Linked DNA regions of Sus scrofa: region 2 is linked to region 1. The links are chromatin contacts, called in public HiChIP or PLAC-seq maps. All regions are on one chromosome and are shown on one strand. Each heading gives the region's core, a stretch centred on a gene start, on an enhancer-like site or on the middle of the called end of the contact. The rest is flanking DNA. Distances are from core to core; before and after follow the strand shown. Region 1 has its middle 110 kb from the start of CD180. Region 2 has its middle 340 kb from the start of CD180.

Evidence for each region. HiChIP or PLAC-seq counts read pairs in DNA pulled down with a chosen protein or histone mark.
Region 2: a contact with region 1 is called in an H3K27ac HiChIP or PLAC-seq map of alveolar macrophages. The contact joins two enhancer-like sites. A contact is called at or near these places in 1 of 47 Hi-C or Micro-C datasets (embryonic fibroblasts) and 1 of 2 datasets of contacts at active chromatin or transcription factors (alveolar macrophages).

The regions. Positions count from the first base shown.
Region 1 is chr16:45,693,345-45,698,951 of Sscrofa11.1, forward strand. No RefSeq gene overlaps it. Among named protein-coding and RNA genes, the nearest start is that of CD180, 110 kb to the left of the region's middle. Within about 2 kb of position 2,842, at least 10 of the 83 cell types and tissues checked have an H3K27ac peak or open chromatin away from gene starts, as enhancers often do. A contact at or near this core is called in alveolar macrophages, where this site is marked.
Region 2 is chr16:45,928,353-45,933,959 of Sscrofa11.1, forward strand. No RefSeq gene overlaps it. Among named protein-coding and RNA genes, the nearest start is that of CD180, 340 kb to the left of the region's middle. Within about 2 kb of position 2,634, at least 1 of the 83 cell types and tissues checked has an H3K27ac peak or open chromatin away from gene starts, as enhancers often do. A contact at or near this core is called in alveolar macrophages, where this site is marked.

The DNA.
Region 1 (5,607 bases), core at 1,592-4,091:
AGACAGTGTGGTACTGGTACCAAAACAGACAGGCCAATGGAACATAACAGAGAACCCAGAAATAAACCCAGACACCTATGGGTTTGTCCTAGGTGATCTTGGACAAAGGAGGCAAGAATATGAAATGGGAAAGAGACTCTTCAGCAAGTGGTGCTGGGAAAACTGGACAGCTGCATGTAAATCAATTAAACTAGAACACACCCTCACACCATGCACAAAAATAAACTCAAAATGTCTTAAAGACTTAAATATAACAAAAGACACCATCAAACTCATAGAAAAGAACATAGGCAAAACATTCTCTGACATCAACTGTACAAATGTTTTCTTAGGTGAGTCTCCTAAGGCAACAGAAATAAAAACAAAAATAAACCAATGGGGCCTAATCAAACTTACAAGCTTTTGCACCACAAAGGAAACCATTAAAAAAAAAAGACAACCTATGGAATGGGAGAAAATTGTTTCAAATAATGTAATCTACGAGGGCTTAATCTCTAAAATATACAAATAATTTATACATCTCAACAGCCAAAAACCCAGTAAACCAATTGAAAAATGATCAGAAGATCTGAATAGACAATTCTCCAAAGAAGATGTACAGGTGTCCAATAGGCATGTGAAAAATTCTCAACATTATTAATTACTAGAGAAATGCAAATCAAAACTACAATGAGGTACCACCTCATATGGCCATCATTAACAAGTCAACAAATAACACATGCTGGAAATGGTGTAGACAAAGGGAACCCTCCTACACTGTTGTTGGGAATGTAAATTGGCATAACCACTATGGGAAACAGTATGGAGGTACCTCAGAAAACTAAACATAGAACTACCATATGACCCAGCAATCCCACTCTTGGGCATATATCCAGACAAAACTTTCCTTGAAAAAGATACATGCACCCCTACATATATTCATTGCAGCACTATTCACAATAGCCAAGACATGGAAACAATATAAATGTTCATTGACAGATGAATGGATTAAGAAGAGTGGTATATCTACATGATGGAATAGTACTCAGCCATAAAAAAGAACAAAATAATGCCATTTGCAGCAACATGGATGGAACTGGAGACTCTCATACTTAATGAAGTAAGTCAGAAAAGAGAAAGACAAATACCGTATGTCACTTATATCTGGTATCTAATATGTGGCACAAATGTACCTATCTACAGAAAAAACAATTAACTGATGGACTTGGGGAATAGACTTGTGATTGCCATGGGGGAAGATGGGATGGACTGGGAGTTTGAAGTTAGGAGATGCCATCTATTGCATTTGGAGTGGGTAAGCAGTGAGATCCTGCTATATAGCACAGGCAACTATATCTAGTCACTTGTGATAGGGCATGATGGAGGATGTGAAAAAAAGAATGTGTGTGTGCGCATATACATACATACATACATACATACATACATATATACGTATGTATGTATGACTGGGTCACTTTGCTGTATAGCAGAAATCAACAGAACATTGTAAATCAACTCTAATAAAAAATAAAAATCTTAATAAAAAAGAAAATTTAATCAGTTTGACAACATCAAAGAAACTTTTTGCTTATTTCATTTTGTTTAATAAAACATTAAAAATAAATATATCTCTTCAGTTATAGCCAGAAAATGAAATAAAACCCAGACAATAGAATCTCATTTGGATTTGTATGGGAGAAGAGACTAGCTCTTTAAGGAGCATCTGAATTGCCTTGCAATGAGGTGGAAAGGGCTAATTTGGAAGCAGACAGATCTCTTCTTCTCTCATTTCTAGATGTTACAAAATATAGAAGTCAGGTTGCCAAGGCAGACAGTGGGTCAGGGAGTGGGGTAGACTGGGAGTTTGGGGTTAGTAGATGCAAACTACGACATTTAGAATGGATTAGCAAAGAGGTCCTACTGTACAGCACAGGGAACTATATCCAGTCTCTTGGGATGAACCATGATGGAAGATAATATAAGAAAGGGAGTGTATATGTGTGTATGACGGTGTCACTTTACAGCAGAAATTGTCACAACATTTTAAGTCAACTATACTTTAATAAAAAAATCAAAATAGAGAAGTCAGACCATTGAAAAACTGGTTTTTAGAGTCCCAGACTTTTTTCAGAAAATATTCATTCATTACCAAACGACAGTACTGTTGGGTACCAACAATGTGATTCTACAACCTACATGGATATTGGCCAAAAAGCTGGCTAAGCAACTTGTGGGGAGGGAGAGTTCAACTACATCAACAGAGTGTTTTGATACTGTCTGTAAGCCTTTGGAGAATCAATGAATCTGAATGTCTAACTCAGAAATTGGGATTAATTTACTTTTTTTTTTTCTAAAAAACTTGACTTTTATATATTACGCATTTTTCATTTTATTCTTCCAGAAAATGGAAGGCAAGACTCTCTCTCTATACCCTAAGCATCTGTAGCTGCCTGAGAAGTCTTCCCACTGCCTCTGAGATTCAGCTTGCAGATGACATGGCTGGGGAGCAAGCAGGGACTTTGCTTGTCTTGGGGAAGAGAACTGGGCTCAGCAGACTCTCAGCACAAAGCCAGTTTATTCAGGTCACACTGTTGGCAAAGCAGCACATTGCTCTTTTGTGGGCATTGAGGAAATCACAATTGGTTGTCTGTTCCTTGATGGATACAGTAAAGAAGCAGAGTGGCCTCTTTTCCTCTAGCCTGGGACAGGAATTCAGAAGCTTTGCCTCTTGCCTCCAGTTCTCGCGCCAATGGCCCAGACCCTCTTGGCCCTCAAATCAGTCAGCCAAACCCTCTGTGACTCAGCTCCTTTCTTTGCAAATTGGGGGTGGTCAGATTAATTTGAGAGCTGTGAGACATGTTTGAAAGGCCTTTGAAAATCCTGGCTCATGCAGATGACTAGCTGTATCTGTGGTTTGGGAACTGGCACAAAGGTTGAGGAAATTTCCCTTTCTTAAGTGGAGGTCTGTGGCTTTCTGTGCAAAAGGTCAGGTTGGTGTGGCATAGAATTCCCCTTATTCCATCCCTTTCTTCTCAGGACCTGGGTGCGATGGTTAGGACTCTACCCCTGGCAGTCAGAGCACGTAAGCCCTACCATGTCCCAAGTCTCCAGAATCTCCTCTTATGTCACATAAAAATTTACTTTTTCAGTTCCTGTTGTGGTTTATTGGTTAAGAACCTGACATAGGGTCTGTGATGTGGGTTTTATCCTTGGCCTTTCTTGGTGGGTTAAGGATCTGGTGTTGCTATAAGCTGTGATATAGGTGGCAGATGAGGCTTGGATCTGGGGTTGACATGGCTGTGGCATAGCCCTGCAGCTGCAGTTTATCCCCTGGCCTGAGAACTTCCATATGCTGTAGATATGGCTGTAAAAAAAAAGGTTACTTCTAATTGTTAAAAGATACTTGGTGGTTTATGTAGAAGGAAATAGAATCAGTGAAACATCACATGACTTTGAAAATAATTGAGAAAATGGAAATGTCAACAACTTGAGTTAGCAGAAATAACTGTAACCAGTCCAGCCTATTGGGCTAAAGGCCCACCTAGACATTAAGTGCTTTGTTAGTGGCTCTCTATTGTTCTAGCCTTTCTGGGCAGTGATCTTGCATAGTATAATAAAAGCTACACACTTATTTTGAGTACTATACTTCCAAAAGAAAAAGAAAAAAAGAATGATTTCGGAGTTCCTGTTGTGGCACAGTGGAAATGAATCCGACTAGGAACCATGAGGTTGTGGGTTTGATCCCTGGCCTTGCTCAGTGGGTTAAGGATCTGGCATTGCTGTAGCTATGGCGTAGGCTGGCAGCAGCAGCTCCAATTGGACCCCTAGCCTGAGAATCTCCATATGCTGCAAGTGCGGCCCTAAAAAGGACCAAAAAAAAAAAAAAAAAAAAAGAAAAAGAAAAAAGGAATGATTTATTAAAAAATGTCCACAGCAAGGAGCTGTACCAATTAATAAATATGGAAGAGAACAATCACACAAATAAGTGTGATCAGTATAGGAATATTTAAGTAAATTTTGGTTCCTTCATGATATGTTATATATTGGTGAAGATCAGAATAGGGGGTAGGAGTGAGGGGATCCTTGATCCTTGACCACTGTTCTAATAAGCCATTGCTACTGGTAGGAGTTATCACTTTCATAAGGTATATTGAAACTGAAAGAAGAATAAAGATTATTCCCATATACTATTTTTGAAATGTTAACATTGAGGTTCATGCAAGGATGTGATATATGTGATATAATATTTATTAAAAATATTCTGTGAAGCCAGAGTAATCCTGAGAAAGAAAAATGGAGCGGGAGGAATCAGGCTTTGATAATACAAAGCTACAGTCATCAAAACAGTGTGGTACTCACATAAAAACAGAAATATATATCAGTGAAACAGGATAGAAAGCCCAGAAATAAACCACACACCTGTGGTCAGCTAATATACAGCTAAGGAGGCAGGAATATATAATGGAGAAAATATAGTCTTTTCAATAAGTGTTGCTGGGAAAACTGGACAGCTACATGGAAAATAATGAAATTTTTCTAATACCATGCATGAAAATAAATTCAAAATGGATTAAATACTTAAATATAAGGCCAGATACTAAAAAACTCGTAGAGGAAAACATAGGCTGAACACTCTCTTACATGTAAGGCAGCAATGTCTTCTCAGATTCACCTCCTGGGGTAGTGAAAATAAAAACAAAAATAAACAAGTGGGACCTAATTAAACTTAAAGTTTTTTGCACAGAAAAGGGAACCATAAACAAAATGAAAGGAAAACCCATAAAATTGGAGAAAATATTTGCATGAAGCAATCAACAAGGGATTAACCTTCAAAATAAACAAAAACTTCCTGGAGCTCAATATCAAAAAAACAAACAACCCAATCAAAACATGGGCAGAATATCTACATAGGCATTTCTCCAAAGAAGACATAAAGATAGATGCCAAAAACCACAGAAAATCTGCTCAAGAATGCTAATTATTAGAGAAACACAAATCAAACTAGTACGAGGTATCACCTTACACCAGCCAGAATGGCCATCATCAAAAAGTCTACAAACAATAAATGCTTGAGAGGGTGTGGAAAAAAGGGAATCCTCTTACACTGTTGGTGGGAATGTAAATTGGTGAAACCACTGTGGAAAATAGTATGGAGGCTCCTCAAAAATCTAAACATAGAACTACTGTATGATCCAGCAATCCCACTCCTGGGTGTCTATCCAGAGAAGACCAGAATTCAAAAATATACATGCACCCCAATATTCATTGTAGCACTATTTGCTATAAGACCAAGACATAGAAACAACCTAAATATCCAATGACAGAGGATGGATAAAGAAGATGTGTTACATATAAATACAGTGGAATATTACTCAGCCATAAAAAGAATGAAATAATCCATTTTAAGCAACATGGATAGACCTAGAGATTATCATACTAAGTGAAGTTAGACAGTGAAAGACAAATATCATATGATATCACTTATATATGGCATCTAAAAAAAAAGGATACAAATGAACTTATTTACAGAACTGAAACAGACTCACAAACTTTGAAGAACTTATGGTACCAAAGGGGAGAGGTGGGGAGGGGAGTGACAGACCATGGGTTTGGGACTCCCATATGCAC
Region 2 (5,607 bases), core at 1,384-3,883, 230 kb after region 1:
TTATTCTGAAGTTTTGATATGAGTCTATATGTATATGAGATTGTTTTAAGTTGTTGATCTCTTAATTGCAAGTTCATCTCCAGTGTCCTGCATTTGTACCCACCTCTTCTCATGATTTCTGATTTTGGTGGTATAATTGTGCACGGATGATTTCATATCTTTACTGTATACATATCTTTACTGGTGAGCCTTGTCATTTGTGGCATTTTTGTTTCCTGTTGCTGTCTTTTCTTTTCTGCCTAGAGAAGTTCCTTTAATATTTGTTGTAAGGCTGGTTTAGTGTTGCTGAATTCTCTCAACTCTTGCTGATCTGTGAAGGTTTTGATTTCTGCTACAAATCTGAATGAGAGCCTTGCTGGGTAGAGTAATCTTGGTTGGAGGTTTTTTCCTTTCATCACGTGAAGTATATCATGCCACTCCCTTCTGGCCTGCAGAATTTCTGCTGAAAAATCTGCCAATAACCTTATTGGGGTTGCCTTGTATGTTATTTGTTTCTTTTCCCTAGCTGCTTTCAAGATTTTCTCTTTGTCTTTAATTTCGGTTAGTTTGATTAATATGTGTCTCTGTGAATTCCTCCTTGGGTTTATTTTAAATGGTACTCGTTGTGCTTCCTGGATTTGAGTGAGTAGTTCCTTTGTCATGTTAGTCAAGTTTTTGGCTATTATCTCTTGGAATATTTTTTCTGTCCCCTTCTCTCTCTCTTCTCCTTCTGGCACCCCTATGATATGGATGTTGGTGCATTTCACGTTGTCCCAGAGTTCTCTGAGACTCTCTTCATTTGTTTTCAATCTTATCTCTCTTTTCAGTTCTACATCTATAATTTCCACTAATCTGTCCTCCACCTCGCTTATTCGTTCTTCTGCCTCCTTCATTCTGCTGTTAGCTGCTTCTAGTGAATTTTTTTATTTCAGTTATTGTATTTTGCATCTCTTCTTGTTTAAGTTTTATATCTTGTATCTCTTTGGTCAGTGTTTCCTGTAAGTTATCCATCTTTGCCTCCAGTTTATTTCCAATGTCTTGCATCATCTTTCTCATCAACAATCTAAAGTCTTTTTCCTGGATGCTGAGAATCTCCTCATCACTTAGCTGATTTTTTGGGGTTTTTCCTTTTTCCCTCATCTGAGTTATAGTTCTCTGTCTTTTCATTTTTATAGGTTTTTGGTGTGTTGACCTTTTTACAGATAATAGAGTTGTAGCCTCTCTTACATCTGATGTCTGCCCCCCTTGTAGCTGAAGTCAGTATGGGGGTTCGCTGTAGGCTTCCTGATTGGGGGGGGGCTGATGCCTGCCGGCTGTAAGGTGGAACTGATTCTAATCCCTCTGGTGGGTGGGGCTTAGTCTCTGGATGGGATTAGATGCAGCTGTGTGCCTGAGGGGGTCTTTAGGTAGCCTGTTTACTGAGGGGTGGGGCTGTGATCCCACCTGGATTGTTGTTTGCCCTGGGGCTTCTCAGCACTGATTGATGGGTGGGGTCAGATTTTCCCAAAATGGCCACCTCCAGAGATAGGCTAGCTGCTGAATATTCTCCAGAGCTTTGCTTTCAATGTCTGTCCCTCACAACAAACCACATTCACCCTTTTTTTCCCAGGATGTCCTCCAAGAACTGTAGTTAGGTTTGACCCAGATTCCTATGGAGACCTCGCTCTGCCCTGGGACCCAGTGCACGTGCAAATCTGTGTGTGCCTTTTAAGAATGGGGTCTCCATTTCCCCCAGTCCTGTGGAGCTCCTTCACACAAGCCCCACTGGCCTTCAATGCCAGATGCTCCAGGGGCTCTTTCTCCCAGTTCCAGGTCCCTGCACGTGAGGGTTTGATGTGGGGCTCAGAACTCTCACTCCTGTAGGTGAGTCTCTGTGAACCAGTTAGTTTTCAGTCTGGGAAGCTTCCCACACCAGAGGTGTGAGGTTGTTTATATCACAAAACTGCCCCTCCTACCTTTTGATGTGGCCTCTTCTTTTTCTTCTGGAGTAGGGTATCTTTTTCAAGGTTGCCAGTCCATTTGGGTGGAGATTGCTCAGCCTTTAGTTGTGAATTTTTCCCAAGTTTTAAGATAATATAAAAATGCAAGAACTTTGAAGGATAAGATAAATACTCATGTGGACTCCTGTTCTAGAAAAAGAGCAGAGGGTGGAGGGGGAAGGGGAGAGAGAAAAGAGAAGGAATAAAATGTTTGTTCCCTTGATGTGTTGACTGATTTATAATAAGGTAATTTGTGCTAAAAATATATTTTTCAGGCTATCCAGCTCCTCTATTGGTAGATAGGTTGGCAGAACAGAACATGTGTGGTGGATAGAAAGTCCACATGTTACATGAGTGTTGCTTTTGATCATGTTTAAACTTGTGGGGAGATATTTTTATTTATTTATTTATTTATTTTATTTAAAAATTTTTTTTGTACTTTTTAGGGCCACACCAGTGGAATATTGAGGTTCCTAGGCTAGGGGTCCAATATAGCTTCCAGCCTACATCACAGCCACAGCAACACCAGATCCCAGCTGAGTCTGCAACCTACGCCACAGCTCACAGCATTGCCAGATCCTTAACTCACTGATCTAGGGCAGCAACCTCATAGTTCTCAGTCAGATTCATTTCCCCTGTACCATGAGGGGAACTCCCTAGATATTTTATTTTTAATACCATTGCAACATCAGTACATCTTGTGTCCCAACCATGGACATGAGACAGGAGGGCTGGATGGATACTTAGAGAGACTCGTTCAGTTAAACACAGCTGACCCAGCTGAAACAGCCTTGCTTCAGGGTAAATTTTTAGCTCCTTCCAGGATACTAATGACAGATATCAAGATTTTTATAAAAATTCTAGTCTTTTAGTCAAATGAAAAATTGGAATAACACCCTCCAGTCATCATGGAGGCTCTTTGCACTCAATTACAAGTGTCATTAGAAATCCTTGAAACAGTTGTCAGGTTATTGGAGAGATAAATTGTGATCAAGATTGCTGCTTGTTTTTCTCCAAACCCACATGCAAAAAGATTTTTAAGGGATTAAGGGCAGCTTTCAGAATCAAAGAGGACTGAACTCACATATTGGTTATTGATAGGATACTGTTATCATCAGGAAGGTATTTAGACAGGGGCAGGAATTTCCAAATATAATATAGAAATAAAAATCATCAGTAACTCTGGCTTTTTGAACAACTCACTACCTAGTCATATGTGAATCTAATAATAGCAAGAGAAAAATCAAAAAGTTTGCTGTAGGCTTTTGGGAAGCAGGGAGAGTATTTTCCTACCTTCAGTCGCTTGTGCTCCAACTGCACAATTTTTGCAGCATCTAAAATCACTTGCACTGGTATTTATTGATTTGATGTTTTTCTTTAAATCTACTCACTTTTGCTTATATGAATGAATGAACTGGGCTTCAGGAAGGAGTTAGTGAAAAAGAGATTTCACTTTACCTAGAATACTGATATTTGTAAGGATCAGTTGAATTATATTTGATATGATATATGTTACACTGTGAAAAATGTGTATTTGTTGCCTGAAAACACAAAAATGTTGGTGTAGCATTTGTGGCAATTTTATTTTTTAGCGGGGGTGATAGAAATAAGGAACTGATGTTTTTATCCTGCCAAAGCCTATGGAGGAAACTTAACAGCACAACTCCTAACAAGCATCAATGACTTTTCATGGGTCTTAGTAACTGATATTCTGGATTCTATACAAGGAGTGATGAGAGAACACCTCCAGCAATGAAGCTCTGCTTACCTGTAAGCATAAGCAGAGCACCATCTGTATTGGGAAAGCTGAATGAAGCCACCAAGGTAGGCAGAAGACATTCATGAGGTGCATACCACAGAATATAACTCTGTATGTTAATAATAAGTATATAGAAAGACAAATAAAGGGGATGGAAATAGTGATCAAACTAGCTGGAGATAGCCCAGGTCCAACAAAGTCAGGCAGCCTATTTTAAGGCATTGATAGGCTAATATATTAGTTCTTTCCTAGCACATTTCATGACAGAATCACCACCCGGCCTGCCCTCTCACCCTAGGATCTGATAGGACTGATGATCAGGCAGGCTCACCTGGGAAGCCTTTGTGCGTCTCTGCGGGCTGCTGGGGAACCCTTCCAGATGGTTTTCCTGGGATAAAACAGATTGCTGGCTCTTTCTGTGCAAAGGCACAGAGTCAAAGAGAAAAGTTGAGGGATATAGCTCAGTTCATAGACAGACTCAGCCAGGGATGTCTCTGGGCAAGGACAGGCGTTTCTTGCAGTAAGTGCCCTTTGCACTGCTGCCTGCTAAATGGCTGATGTAGTAAGAATAATAGGAACTTTCTCCCAAGTCCTACCTTCTCATGACCTTCAAAAGGATATTGATACTTTCCTGGGTCTTAGTTTCCTTCTTATAAACAGTGGGTTGGCTAAGCAGTTTTTGAAGTCCCTTCCTGCTCCAATACTCAGTAATTAAATGGCCTTTGGATGTCTGTTCAGTCACGTTGTTGTTTTATTCTAAAGGACAAAAAGACAATATCCAGATGAGGGAAGAATAGCTAATTATTTGAAGCTTGGAAGTTACTGGCTGAATAATAATTTTTCATACCTAGGATGCAAAGCCTGTTAAAAGCCATCTTCCCTAATGAGTCTGTAAATAGACATCTACAGACGAAATCCAAACACCTCTGAGGTTTGTGCCCAGCATGAGAGAGCAGAGCCCTGTAATACTTGTCTATGATGTCTTAATACTTGCAGTCATTTTTTGGTTCTTTAGCAAGGACATGAAATGCGTTTTAATTTTTCCTCATTTTAATATTACTCGAACTGGCATCTTTGATCTATAGCCAAAGGATTCTTGAATTTTTTTTTATTGTTATTTCCCCAACACGATATTTTTTTCCCACTGTACAGCATGGTGACCCAGTTATACATACGTGTATACATTCTTTTTTCTCCCATTACCATGTTCCGTCATAACTAACTAGACATAGTTCTCAGTGCTACACAGCAGGGTCTCATTGATAATCCATTCCAAAAGCAATAGTTAGCATTCATTAACCCCAAACTCCCAATCCATCCCCCTCCCTCCCCCTCCCCCCAGGCAACCACAAGTCTGTTCTCCAAGTCTATGATTTTCTTTTCTGTGGAAAAGTTCATTTGTACCTTATATTATATTCCAGATATGAGTGATATCACATGGTATTTGTCTTTCTCTTTCTGACTTACTTCACTCAGGATGAGAGTCTCTAGTTCCATCCATGTTGCTGCAAATGGCATTATTTCATTCTTTTTTATGGCTGAGTAGTATTCTATCTTGTGTGTGTGTGTGTGTGTGTGTGTGTGTGTGTGTGTGTGTGTGTGTGTTGATAGACATTTGGGTTGTTTCCATGTCTTGGCTATTATGACTAGAGCTGAAGTGAACATGCAGGTGCATGTGTCTTTTTCAAGGAAAGTTTTGTGTGGATATATGCCCAAGAGTGGGATTGCTGGATCATGTGGTAGTTCTATGTATAGTTTTCTAAGGTACCTCCATACTGTTCTCCATAGCGGTTGTACCACCTTACATTCCCACCAACAGTGCAGGAGGGTTCTCTTTTCTCCACACTCCTTCCAGCACTTGTTACCTGTGGACTTATTAATGATGACCAT